Regions from separate parts of the Ovis aries genome. Here region 1 is linked to region 2. A link is a contact called in public Hi-C data. All regions are on one chromosome and are shown on one strand. Each heading gives the region's core, a stretch centred on a gene start, on an enhancer-like site or on the middle of the called end of the contact. The rest is flanking DNA. Distances are from core to core; before and after follow the strand shown.

What was found. Hi-C and Micro-C count contacts between places; a contact is called where the count stands out from the background.
Region 1: a contact with region 2 is called in a Hi-C map of liver, with 2.9 times the contacts expected there. The contact joins the promoter of FOXO3 here to the promoter of SESN1 in region 2. A contact is called at or near these places in 2 of 16 Hi-C or Micro-C datasets (hypothalamus and liver).

Annotation. Positions count from the first base shown.
Region 1 is chr8:28,921,367-28,928,242 of ARS-UI_Ramb_v3.0, reverse strand. It overlaps FOXO3 (forkhead box O3), which reads left to right and starts at 5,247. Exons shown (of 2, transcript NM_001267889.1): 1 at 5,247-5,864. The coding sequence starts at 5,247.
Region 2 is chr8:28,367,906-28,374,463 of ARS-UI_Ramb_v3.0, reverse strand. It overlaps SESN1 (sestrin 1), which reads right to left and starts at 4,251. Exons shown (of 9, transcript XM_012182656.4): 1 at 3,567-4,251. The coding sequence starts at 3,848. All of the region lies in intron 1 of CEP57L1 (centrosomal protein 57 like 1), which reads left to right.

The sequences.
Region 1 (6,876 bases), core at 3,998-6,497, 550 kb before region 2:
GGAGGGACTGATGAAGATGTCAGACAAAGAATGGGAAGCCACTGGAGACCTGAACATAGGGGCTCCTTCTTTCTTTCCTGGTGGCTCAGTCGGTAAAGAGTCTGCCTGCAATGCGAGAGACCTGGGTTCAGTCCCTGGGTTGGGAAGATCCCCTGGAGAAGGAAATGGCAACCCACTCCAGTATTCTTGCCTGGAGAATTCCATGGACAGAACAGCCTGGTGGGCTATAGTCCATGGGGTCACAAAGAGTCAGACACGACTGAGTGTTTCCTGTCTTCATTCTTGAAATAGACACAGAAGCCAATCCAAGAGGGAAATGAGCACTTTGCTCACGGGCAGCATGCTCGGTCCCTGGTGTTTGGGCTCTGGTGTTAGAGGGAGTATCCAGCTACAAAGGGGCTGGGCAGGGACCCAGCGCTAGTGGTGACTTCTCAGAGAACTCTGGCATCTACTATCAAAACCCCCACAAGTTGGGTGTTTGGGATGGTGAATTTACTTAGCTTACTCAAGTAAAAAAGTTTTTAAAATGTTTGTTCCTTCAGTGATTGAATTTACAAATTGGAGTGGACAGTTACTACCTTAAATCAACTGTAGAAATAAACAAGGTATAATAAGTAGGGAAAATTTTGACCAAAAATTCTATTGCAAAGGTAATGTTCAACAACCGATCAACAACCATAACTTATTCAGCTTTTGTGTACTAAACTGCGAAGAAATGAAGGACGAAGGAAGCCTTCAAGGGGAAGACAAAGGTCAAAGCAATTTCTGACTTAGAGGGAACAATCACTCTGAGTTTTCAAAGGCTTGCCCATAGGGACACATTATAAGTGTTAATTCTTTGGGTGGATTTACCAGTCTGTATGTTTATAGTCACTGCCATTTGAAGTTTTGATCTTCAACTCATTTAGAAACTTACCCAACACTGTACGACCTCTTCTATTTGTCTTGTACTGCCTTTAAACTCTTGAAATACTGAAGTTTTAAACGTTTTACCCTCACAATTAAGACTAAAGCTTTTTGAGGAAAGTAGCTTTATTATGTCCCTACCCCCCTTTAATCACCAAGAGAGTCACAATGAGCTCAATTAATCTAGGAATCTTTAATTTTTTTCATTTTAGGGGGAAGGTCCGTGGGATATGCATTCTGTTAATGAACACACACTCAACCTGTTTTCATTAGTAATTCTAATAGCCAAGATCCCGGCTAGTGTAAACACATTCTTTCTATGTCTTAAAGACAAAGAATTGCCTAGATTTAGAGAAGGGGGTGATTTCTTTTACAGCATGTTAAAGTATTAAAAAGAAGCAACTGAAAGTTCTTTGGATTTTATGCTGTACCATAGGGCAAAGCCTAGGTGATGAGGCCTCCTGGTTCTTCGTGCAAAGCAGAAAACCAGACTCAGCAATAAATTCTACCACACCTTCCACACTGCTAGGCTATAAACCAGATGTAAACTCGGCTTCTCAGCGGGGCAGGCCCACGATGAGAGGAGAGGGGCCGCACTCAGAACAAGCCCTAGAAGCAGAGACCGCTCTACTCCAGACTTCCACCTCTGCACACGAAGCGCAGCGACTCGCGGGCAGAGATGTCCACCCAAGAGACAGGTACAGATGGACTGGGGACATTCGGAGCAAGGGAGGAGGGCACAGACAAGGGTGTTTAGTGCGTTAAGTGTGTTGAAATCTGCTCCGGAGCCGGTGGCCACGGAGCCTAGCCTGGCGCGGCCTCCAGGATGAAAAGAAACAGGTGGCTTTGCTCCGGAATGTGAATAAGGGAGCCGAGCCCGGGCTTACAAAAGGCAGTATTCTGCAGCGAGAACACGTTGTCTCCGTAGAAGCTTGAAACTCTCACGTAACAGCGCGCGAAACTCCCAATCAGACCCAAACGGCCGTCTGCAAAGGAAGCCCGTAGCGGGGACAGCCTTGCTGTCCCGTGAGCTGCGCTCAAAGAGGCCGCGGCGCGGCCCCGCCGCGTCCCCCAGCCGGCGCGGGCAGCCCCACGCGCCAGCCACTCGACCGAGCTGCCAGCACAACATTCCATTTAAAAATAACACCCACGTGCGCTGGTAAACAAGCGCGCGCGTCTTTCGGAGCCGCGTGCCCGGGGCGAGCCCGTGCGGCGCGCGTCCGCCCTCCTCCCGCACGTGTCTGCCAGCTCCGCCTGCGCAGCGCTAGCGAGGCCCAATCTCCGCCCCTTGAGCTGGCAGCGCACCACCGCGGAGTCCTGAGCCCTGCCGCTCCGGGGCCCTAGAGCCCCCCTGCGTTACCAGGCGTGCCCCGCAGAGTGCTTTCCAACTTTCCTCCCCAGATGCCACCTCATCGAGGCGGGACAAATCGCCTCAGGTCTGCTCCTTCCCCCCGCAACCCGGTCCTCTCAAACCCTCCTCCTTTTAACTCTCCCTTCCGTCAGCACGCGAAGGATTGGCTTCTGGGTTCGCCGTCTCTGTCCTCTCCTCCCTTCCATCGAATTTTACTCGATTGTTTATTATTTGATGGGGGGGCGGAGGCGGGGGGCGGAGAGGGGTGTCTGGGGCCTGGAGACGGGTGGCCGCGGCCAGTCAGAGCGCGGCATGGCTTGACGATTGAGCGGCGCAGCGAATGGCAATTCGGCGCAGAGATCCCGGGTCACGCGCTTGTGGATACAATGACATCATCTGTTTGTACGCGTCGAACTAGCTTGGTGCAGGGGCGGGGCCGCGCGTCACTTGAGTGACGGGTCCTGCGCAAAGCCCGGAGCATGGACTGGGGTGGATGGGCGCATTCCTGCCTACGCTGAGTTGGACCTTTTTGTGTATGCGGTTGTTGCCGAGACCGCTCTGGACTGCTTAAGATACTTCTCGTGACTTGGAAGGATGGGGCGGGATATTTATAAATCAAAATTGATAGACTCTCGGTGTGTGTGTTGCATGTAGTGCATTCTTAGTGCACGAATGAACGACTTGGGTACTGTCGTAGGATAAGGACGTGTGAAGATGTTTTTCTAAACCTGAAGAAGTGTCTTTATTTTTAAAAAGTTTAAAAAAGCACAGTTAGCTGCTTTGCCGTCATTTAAAAATTAGACTCATTATTTCCCCTTCACAGTTGTTCAGAATTTGTTCTTGCATTTAGGAATATGGAATAATTTGCTTTTCTCCCGAGTCAGTTACACTTCTCCACTCGCTGGCCATGAAATTCATGCGAAACGAAACACGACTGCAGTCAAGTGTCCTACGTTAGAGACTCAGTTGCAAACCTCCTGGTTCCTGATCAAATCTGAGAGCATCAGCTTATCGAAGTCCTGAGGACACCAACATCTTCGCTTGCCAGTATTTTCACGCTGAGGTAACCCTTGCCGCCTGCGGTCAGCATGTTATCTCGGGTGTTACCTGGTGTCCGGTTCTAATGGGGGAACCGGACACCAGGGCGGGCCCAGAGCCTGGCGGAGCGACGGGGACCCTTCGTCGCTGGGGAGGGTGCCAGGCGTCCTGCTTGGAGTCTGGGAGGCCACGCGACTGCGCTCGTTGAGCGTTTGGAGCTCTGCTGGCCCCCCTCCCTCGTCTCCTGAGCCAGCGCCGTGCTTTGTTGTTGAGGCTCGCAGGAGGGAGGAGGAGCCCGCCGAGTCTCGGTCCCGGCGCGCGCCCTGACACTCAAGCCTGCAGCCTCTCGGAACCGGGTCGCGCAGGCGTGCGCGCGGGCGCGCGCACACACGCACGCACGCGAGCACAACCCGGCTCGCCGCCCAGCCCTCCCCCTGGGCGGGGACCTGCCCGCCCGCCCGCCGTCAGCCTAGGTTGAGGCACCCTGCGTGTGTCTATAACTTTGTGTTGCTGCCTCGGCCGCTCTGCTTGTGGAAGGGAGGAGGAGGAATGTGGAAGGCGGCGGGGCGCAGGCTGACAGGCGGTTTCTCAGGCGGGCTGCGGCGGCGGCCGGAGCGCCTCTCGGCCGAGGTTGCGCGCCCCTTCCTCATCGTGCCCCAGGCCCGCGCGGGATTGTGCGTCCTCCCCCCTCGTCCCTGAGGGGAAGGAACCGAGGTAGGCGCCGGAGCTGTGAGCGGGTCGACCGCCTTCCCGGCGACTCCGGATCTGCTTCTGAGCTGGGCCAGGCGCTTCCCTTTTCCCTCCCCGTGACTCGGTGTGCGCGCCCCTCTTCTCTCCCGCTAGTGTTTTTAAAGGACTTGAGTGAAGGGGGGGAAACTGTCAAGATGGCAGCAGCGGGAGCAAGGAGGTGAAGAACGTGCTGGTCTGAGCTTTCTGGCGGCCCGGGAGACTTGGTGCTTCCTGACCTGTTGGAAGATTTACGTTCCGACTTGCCCCCTTCTCCCGTTCTTCACTGGGAAGGGGGTGTAAGGCACAACGCCCGTGGGAGAATAAGCCTCACAAACCCCGAAAGTGGCCGTTGCCGCTCGGCTCGACCCTTGGCAAATACCCACCGAGCTGCTTGCCCTCCTTTTTCCCGGCTTCCCCTTTTTCTGGAAGTGACAAGGGCCTGTTTGCGCTCGGACCCACGCTTGCCCTCTCAGCCCGCGGGCAGAGAGGGAAATAAGGAGCTTCCCGCGCCGTCCCCGGGCTCGAGCCCTCCGCTGGGAGGGGGTGGCAGAGGGGCGCGGAGGCAGCAGGGCCGGGGACTGGAAGAAGAGCCGAAGACGCCACAGACTTTGGCGGCGGCGTCGCGGGAAGCACTTGAGCGGGCCCGAGCGAAACATAAACAAACGCACGCCCGCCCGCCCGGACTCGGGCTCGGACCGCAGCTGGGCTGCGCCAGCGCCGGCTGCTGCCCGCTTTAAAGGCGCGGCCCGCGCCCCTCCCCCGCCCCGCCCCTCCCCCTTCTTCCCCGCCCAGCCACCTAGCCCAGGAGAGACCTGCAGCTCCGGCGGCGGCGGGGGAGGGGGTGCCCCGTGCGAGCCCGTCGATTCGCTCCCGTCTCCCCAGCGGCCTGGTCTGGGGGCGGCGTCTGCTGCGCCAGGTTCGCGGGACGCACGTCTCCAGGTCTGCCTGCTCCTGGGAGGCGGGCGCGGTGCGGTCGCGAAGCGGTGGCGGCGGCGACGGCGGGCGAGGACTCGCCGAAGACTGGGTTCCAGCCCGGGATAACCAACTCTCCTTCTCTCTCCTCTCGTGCTTCCCCAGGCGGCGGCTGTAGCGGCGGCGGCGGCGGCGCCGCCTGGGAGCCCGAGCCTTCTCGGCGCCCCCGTCCCTCCCCCGCCGCACCCCGCCCCGGCGCGAGAGGAGAGCGCGAGAGCCCGAGCCGCGGGCGGGCGGGCGGGCGGCGAAGATGGCAGAGGCGCCGGCCTCCCCGGCCCCGATCTCTCCGCTCGAAGTGGAGCTGGACCCGGAGTTCGAGCCCCAGAGCCGGCCGCGCTCCTGTACGTGGCCCCTGCAGAGGCCGGAGCTCCAGGGGAGCCCGGCCAAGCCCTCTGGGGAGGCGGCTGCTGACTCCATGATCCCCGAGGAGGAGGACGATGAAGACGACGAGGACGGTGGCGGTAGGGCCGGCTCGGCCATGGCGATCGGCGGCGGCGGGGGCGGCCCGCTGGGCTCTGGGTTACTCCTGGAGGACTCGGCCCGGCTCTTGGCTCCTGGAGGGCAGGACCCCGGGTCCGGGCCAGCCCCCGCGGCGGGCGCGCTGAGCGGGGGAACGCAGACACCGCTGCAGCCTCAGCAGCCACTGCCACCGCCGCAGCCGGGGACGGCTGGGGGCTCCGGGCAGCCGAGGAAATGCTCGTCGCGGAGGAACGCCTGGGGGAACCTGTCCTACGCCGACCTGATCACTCGCGCGATCGAGAGCTCCCCAGACAAACGGCTCACTCTGTCCCAGATCTATGAGTGGATGGTGCGCTGCGTGCCCTACTTCAAGGATAAGGGCGACAGCAACAGCTCTGCCGGCTGGAAGGTGCGTACCCACCTGGGGCGGGCGGCCGGACCCGCCGGGCCTCCTGCGCAGTGCGAGGCGCGTCTTCGATTCGACGGAGCGCTCCTGAGGGCGCGGGGGAGAGGGGTTGGCAGGGAGAGCCTCCGCTGTGAGGTTTTGGGGGTTTTGTGTGATCCCGGAGGAGGGGCAACCGGGGACGGCCGCGAAGGTGGCAGGAGAGAAGGCTCCTGGGGAAACCTCAGGCATGGCCAGGTGAGGCGAGGGGTTGAGGGACACCGGCGAGGGAAGGACAGACGGACCGGAGTGAATTTGCCGGATTCCTGGGTCATCGCAGAGAAGGTAGGTCTGCGGCCAACTTGGGAGTAGAAGTCCCCCATCGTGGGGGTGCGGCGAGGCCACTACGGGGGGAGTGAGGGAACGGGTTGGGAGGAGTGGATTTGTGGTTTTAAGTCAGTCGCTGAAGCGTGGTGTGTTGTGACTACCTGGATGAGAACCCTTGTGCCCAAGTTTTCGGGCTTGTGGGGTTTTCGCTCCCACAGGCACATCAATCCAATTACAAAAAGCGGTGGTTGTAAACCTCTTCCTGGCCGGTTTCCTTTCCTTGCCTGTGTCCACACCTCTGTTCTTCAGAGATGTCTCTACAGCAGGTAGCTTCTGAGGTGCTTTGGGGCCTGGCACGGGCCAGCCCTTTTACCTCAGCGGGGACTCGCTGCACCTGCTGGCTTCTGCGCAGAGGTCCGGATTCTGGCGCTGTTTGAGGCAGAGGGTCCAGGTGCCCAGGACCCGCGCCTGGCGCCTCACCTGGGCCTTGGGGAGGGAGGTTTGCTGGCAGGGCTGGACCGTAATGGCTTCTACCTGTAAGTGAACCTGAAGAGAGGCTCTCTACTGTTCGTTTTCAGCCTCTTGGGGCACTGGACACGTGGTAGGGAGAGAGGTGTGGAAAGGCCTATGATGTAATGACTTCCTGCAATTGGGCATCCAAAGAGATTAACTCCTGTGCCCCTGCTGGGCCGCTGATACCCAGCGGCTTTGC
Region 2 (6,558 bases), core at 3,002-5,501:
AGATTCCAACCTAAGGGATTTTCAGGAGGAGAGAAACATGGTCAGATTTCTGTTTCAGATAAAGAGCTCTGCAATTAAGAGGAGGATGGATAGAAAGGTGGAGGATGGATAGAAAGGTGGAGGACAGGTTAAGTCTGGCAAAGTGAGAGATATCAATGCCAGAAGTAGAACAGTGGTGTCAGGGGTAGAAATCCCTTTAAGAGCTATTTCTAATCAGATTTATCAAAGGCAACTTAATCTCTGTGTAAAACAGAACTCAGCACTCCCCTAAATTAACCTTCTACCACTCTTGTCTCCTGAAATGACTTAACTATTCGCCAAGGAGTTTAAGCTAGAAACTTTAGAGCCATGCTTCATTTTACTTCATCTCCTATATCCAATTAAATACTATATCCAATGGTTTCTAACTCCTAACTACCTCCTAAACCTAGTCACCTTTTCCCACTTTGTCTACTACTCCTACTCCACCATTTTTGCTTTGGACTAATGGCAACCAACCCCAGTGTTCTTGTCTGGAGAATCCCAGGGATGGCGGAGCCTGGTGGGCTGCTGTCTGTGGGGTCACACAGAGTCGGACATGACTGAAGTGACTTAGTAGCAGCAGCAGCAGTGAACAACCTCCTTACTGTTGCACATTCAGTCTCGACCCCTGAAATCTATTATCCAAATTTCTTCCAAAGTGATGCTTCTAATACACCATGTATCATGTCACCATCTTGCTCAGTGCCCTTCAGTGGCTTCTCATTGTTCCTAGGATGAAGTCTATAACTCTGAACATGGTACTCTGTTCTCTGGCTCCTGCCTAAAAACAGTAAGAATTCCTAGATTCATGCTGTTTCTTATTTGCTAGGCACTGTGCTATGCTTTGTAAGCATTATTTCATTTTATTCTCATTGTTAGGCATGAACTATTCTCATTTTCATTCTGCAGATAAGAAAACTGAGTCAAGGAGAGATTATGTAACTTACCAAAGGTTGTAGAATTATTATAGTATTGGAGTCAGCTCTGACTCCTAAGCATCTATTTAAACTCTCACACTCTCCTCAAACTGCATTACTTTCCACTCCTAAATTCACCTGATCTCTTTTACCATGAGGCCTTCACATATACTATTCCCTACATCTGGAATGTTCCCCTCACAATCTCATTTTTGCCTGGATAATACTTACTCATTTCTGCTTAAATGCCATCTCTTCATAAAGTCTTCCTGTATTATCTAAAATTACATTGTTTATTTGTTTACTTCTTTATGGTCAGTTTCCCTTCAGTAGAATGTCAAAATTGTTACCACTGATTCTCAGTTCTTAGAAAGGCATTTAGCAGGGGTTCAATTAACATTTGTTGAATGAAGGCAGGAATGAATGAAGTAGGGATGGAAAATCCCTTATCTATTAATAGTAACTTCACCTATTCAGACTAAGACACAATATTTATTTAGTAGCTTACAAGTCACAGTCAATACTTGTGAGAACTTATAGCCCTCCTAGGGGAGACAGACACATAAATATGTGATTATAACCCAACATAAGTAAAGTGCCTGTTAGAATTGTGGCTGGAATGATGTACAATAGATGCAGAGATGAAAATGAAGGTATAAATTGACAGGAAAACTTCATATTAGAGATTCTTGATTCCTTTTGCAGAATGAATGAGTCTTAAAATACATATCACATAGTCCATGTATTTCATTTATGAAAGGGGAGAGGAAGGACTTCCCTGATGGTCCAGTGGCTGAAACTCTTCATTCTTAATGCAGGGGGCCTGGGTTTAGGTCCCAGTTCAGGGAATTAGATCTCACATGCTGCAAGGAAGACTGAAGGTCCTGAGTGCCCATGCAGACAAATACATAAATGTTTTTTTAAAAAATAAGGAAGAAGACAGAAGCATCCATTACATATAGGGCATTTTATAGCTCCTTTATAATATTAATTTACTATAATAACACACCTCTGTATTATTATACCCATTTTATAGATGTGGAAATCCAAGCTAAGAGAAGTTAAATAACTCATTCAAGGTTATACAGTATATTAATAAAGGAGGAGAATCTGAGCCCAGGTTTGATACCGGTACCCATTTACTTACCATTATGTCAGTCCTTTGAACTTGTAATCTCCAGAGCCTAATTACTTCAGTTTTCAATCTAACTCTTAACAAAATTGGCTATCTGGTTTCCCATTCTAGTACTTTTAAAGTAGCAAAATAAAGCATTCAAGAGGAGGCTGAAATGAAGAATACTGACAGCAAGGGAAGGAACAGAAAAACTATAAAAATTGAACATACAAATTCAAAGTGGATCATAGAGTCCTATACATACATTCCACCCTCAACTGTACAACAGTATGTACTTGATATGCAAAATGATGACCCCATTATGAAAAAAGGAATGGCTGTTGTAGTCACCAAGATAGAGAAATAACTTTTGATGCTAAAAAGGGTAAACTTCAAGCGCTGGAATAATAATTCCTCTCTAGTAACTCTGGATAAATGTAAATTGTAACAACTGTTTCCACTGTTTGTGAAAAGAAATATCCAAGATTTTAAAGAGTCTATGTTTTATGCACATTATTATTTTTTTGTTGCTTTAAACTGAATTCAAACCAGAACAGAAAAACTGTTCATCTTAGCTTATATATATATACATATATATATACACACCCAAGTAAATCATACATTTAAAAAAATTCTGGTGCCATGACTTTGAACACATGTGAATTGAGTAATTTAGACAGAGAAACATAAAGAGCATTTTGACCATTCTTAATTTCTAAAAAACCTTATTCTTAAAAAAAACTTCAAATAAAAAAAGATAAACTGAATATGTACGAGCAGAAGGAAAACTATAACATTCTTAATTTTTTACAACTTAAATAGAAATGTATGTGAGAAAGAAAAGAATCAAACTTAGGCAAACACAGAGAGAGCTAGTTAAGTAATTGACCATAAGAGTCTATCAGTCACTCAACCTGGATCCAATTTTTCAATCTGCAGATGTCAGCTCCTTTACAACATGGGCTTTTATTATTTATATAATTCTTTCTTTCAGAAAAGAAAGGTTGCATTTAGGAAACAGATTCTGGGGTTTTTTGTTTTGTTTTTAAGAACAAGAGAAAATTGTTTCACCAGTTATCTCGAACAAGCTGACTAGGAAACATTTAACATTCTTTATCATTTTAGAATCTTTTAAACGTGAAACTTTCCACATGGAACATTGTTTGTAACAATATGAAAAGCATACTGGCTACAGTTTCCAACAACATGTAAAAATGAATATAAAGAAATGCAAGTATTTACTTGTAATTAACTGTAATTTTCAAGTATTTTTCCCAGGAAGAATGCATTTCTGCTAAAACTCTCCAGAAAGACAATACTCATTTAGTTGTACTTGAAAATTACTTTAGTTCACCTTGTCCAATTTTAACCCTAAATTAAACGTTTTACAGAACGCTCTAAATTTAAGGTAATTCAAATTATAACAACTTACTTGAAGCAATTACAAAGTGAATATCTGCAAGTAAACGTCACTGTACTAGATAAACAGTTGTACTTAAAATGCTCTTTCTTACCTGGACGCTCTTCAGGATAAACTCACTTTTCTCTCTCACATCTTTAAAGGGACACCTCTTAGAAAGCATAAGCAGATGAGCAAGAAGCTTATTCAATCCATCCAAAGAAACCGCATTTGAAAGGCCGTCTGCTGGACTCCGATAAGGTGTCTCTTTCACCAAACGAAGACACTCGGTTTTTCTCACAATGATTTGCCTAATGTTTTCCAGAGCTGTCTCTCTAGTAGTTGAATCTCTACTGCACAGTCCATCCCATCTCACTTCATTCTCTCCTTCAGCCATGACAACAGTGGAGTTTTTTCTTTGCCGTCTTCAGTTAACTTTCAGCATGCCCCCCAAAGCACTTTATATTTTTAAAACGAGAAATATAAGAATGGAATCAGAGAACTAGAATCGTCATGAAAAAACACGTCTGGGTGACATTTGGAACCAGAAGCGTCTCTTCGAGCTACAAGACAGAGCTCGCCCTCTCCTTTCACCCGGAGGGGCAGTCTTCTGGCCAGAGACTGGAAAAAAAGTTGGCAAGTTGAAACCTTACAAGCGCTGGCTTTCTGCACAGCCAGTGTCGGGAAAGTATTCTCCTGCGACCCGCGGGGTCAGCGGATATCCTCACGCTGGGGAGCTGTCAAACCAGTGCTCTGCCCAAAAAGGCTGGTAACAGTTGAACGCTCTCCAGCCATTCGGTGTTTTTTGTCAGTGCAGCCACGGTGTTCTCGGGAGCGTTCCCACCCCGCCCCTCCTCCGGCACCAGTCCCCGCCTTCTGCAGCTCCTCCCCCTCGGCCGGGCGCTGGCTGGGAAGGCTTGCCGAACCCTGGCTCGCTGGCCGCCACGGCCAGAGACCCTGACGCTCCCGGGGGGCGGCAGTCTTGTGCAGCCTGCTGTCTCGGTAGCGTTGGAGGAAAAGCGTCTCCTGTCCTAACGGTTCCGGGTGCCCTGGGCAGGCGCCGCTTCTGTTCCAATCCTTGCGTCCTCGCCCACCGCCCTCCAAGCCAGACGGGGACAGGGCAGCCCCGCAATCCCCGAGCGCAGGGCTGGGCCGCGAAGCTGGCGGAGCGGCGGGGCCCGCGGCACAGAGCCCGCCCCTTCGCCCAGCCTCATCTGTGGGGCTCTGCCCAGAGGGCGGGAGCGGGGAGGGAAGATGGGGTCCTCACCCCCCAGCCCCTCCCCTTTCTCCGCCCGGCACAAACCAGGAGCCGCCCCTGCCCCTGCGCCCTCTTCCCCGCCCTAGTAGACGCGACCCGCGGAGGCAAAGCCATTGGAAAAAGCCCCGCCCACCCACTGGCTACCTCCAGACCCCAAGTCCGCGCGCGGCCGCCAACCGCTGCCGGTTGCTACGCAAGCGTGACAGCAAGCAAGGCGCATGCGCTTTAAGAGGCACTTAATCTGCGCCGGGGAGCGTTTTCTAGCCCCTGGCGTTTGGCTTCCTTGGACCGAAAAAGGGAGAAAAAGTAAGGGGAGGTTGAAATACCCTATCACAGACAACACAAACAGGGAAAAGAAAGTGTGCACAGACGTACACCTGAAAGTGCCTGAATCTAAGTTTAAGGTCAGTCTAAAAATAAGAACGCTGTCTTTATTACGCCAAACCCCAGATTTAAGGAAGCAGGGCGTGCTCGCATTGACTTCTGGGAAAGGTAGTTTGGGTGCTGTCTGCGCATTTCGTTTGCGACAAAAACTACAGCCCCCAAGAGCCACTGCGACATTGCCTTTTGTGGCCTGCGAGCCGACGGTTAGCGCTGACAAGGACTGACTGAGAGCGTCGGCTTGGTGAGCACTGTGGGCTTGGCTGCCACTTTTCCTTGACAGGATTTTTTCCCTTCCTCCATTTCCTTTGGGATTTTAGAAACCGAGCCATCTAGGACTGTAAGCCTTAGTCCGGGGACTTCTATGAGTAATCTAAATTGGGAAGGGCTAGTCTGGGTGTCCAGTTCTCCCGCGTCGAGGCGAGAATTTGGGAATGGTCGCTATCCTGAAGGTCGGAGGGTGAGGAGTAAGACCAGACAAGGGGGATGCTGTGGAAACCGGTGCTCTACTCTGCTGCCTCTGCTTCCGTCCTGCCAAGCGGGTTCGCGCGTGATGGATTGGGTATCCCTGTGCAGTTGCGGTCTTTGTTTGCTATTGTACAAGGGTGTTAGGTGCTTTACTTGCTGGAATGACATCCCAAGCCAGGTATTCAAAGAAAGCTGTCAAATCCATTTTGTATGAGACTCAAGGGGAAAGAATCCCTGGTATTCCTAAATATGAATTTTTGCAGGCCTTAAGGATACCGTATGAAAAGAATCTCCAAAATTTAGTACGTTTTAAAGATTCAATTGTTTGTTTACAAATTACCATTTGAGTCATTCCTCTAGAGGAAAGTCAACGTTTGAACGGTTGTCAGTGGTTCAACCTACTCTAGTATTCTTGCCTGGAAAATCCCGTGGACGGAGAAGCCTGGTAGGCTGCAGTCTATGGGGTCTCTAAGAGTCGGGCACGACTGAGCGACTTTACTTTGACTTTTCACTTTCATGCATTGGAGAAGGAAATGGCAACCCACTCCAGTATTCTTGCCTGGAGAATCCCAGGGACGGGGGACCCTGATGGGCTGCCGTCTATGGGGTCGCACAGAGTCGGACACGACTGAAGCGACTTACTGCAGCAGCAGCAGTGGTTGTTCAGTCGCTCCATCTTTTTGACTCTGCGGCCCCATGGACAGCTGCACGCCAGGCAATGGACTGATAACCAAATTAGGTTTTAACTGTTCAAAGTTGCAGAATAGATGTGTCTCTAAAAATTTAGCCTTGTTAGGTACTAAATATACAACAGTGAAAAAGACATCTAATGGTTAAACACACAGTACACACATTAAACATACAGCACTATGACATATTATTGGGATGGACAGAAAAAAGATCACTTAGCCAAGTTTTGGAAAGTTAGGGAAATCTTCATCTCGGGGAAAGAGGGCCAGAAGAACAGCATATGGTGAAGCCCTGAGCAAAAGAGAGAGAA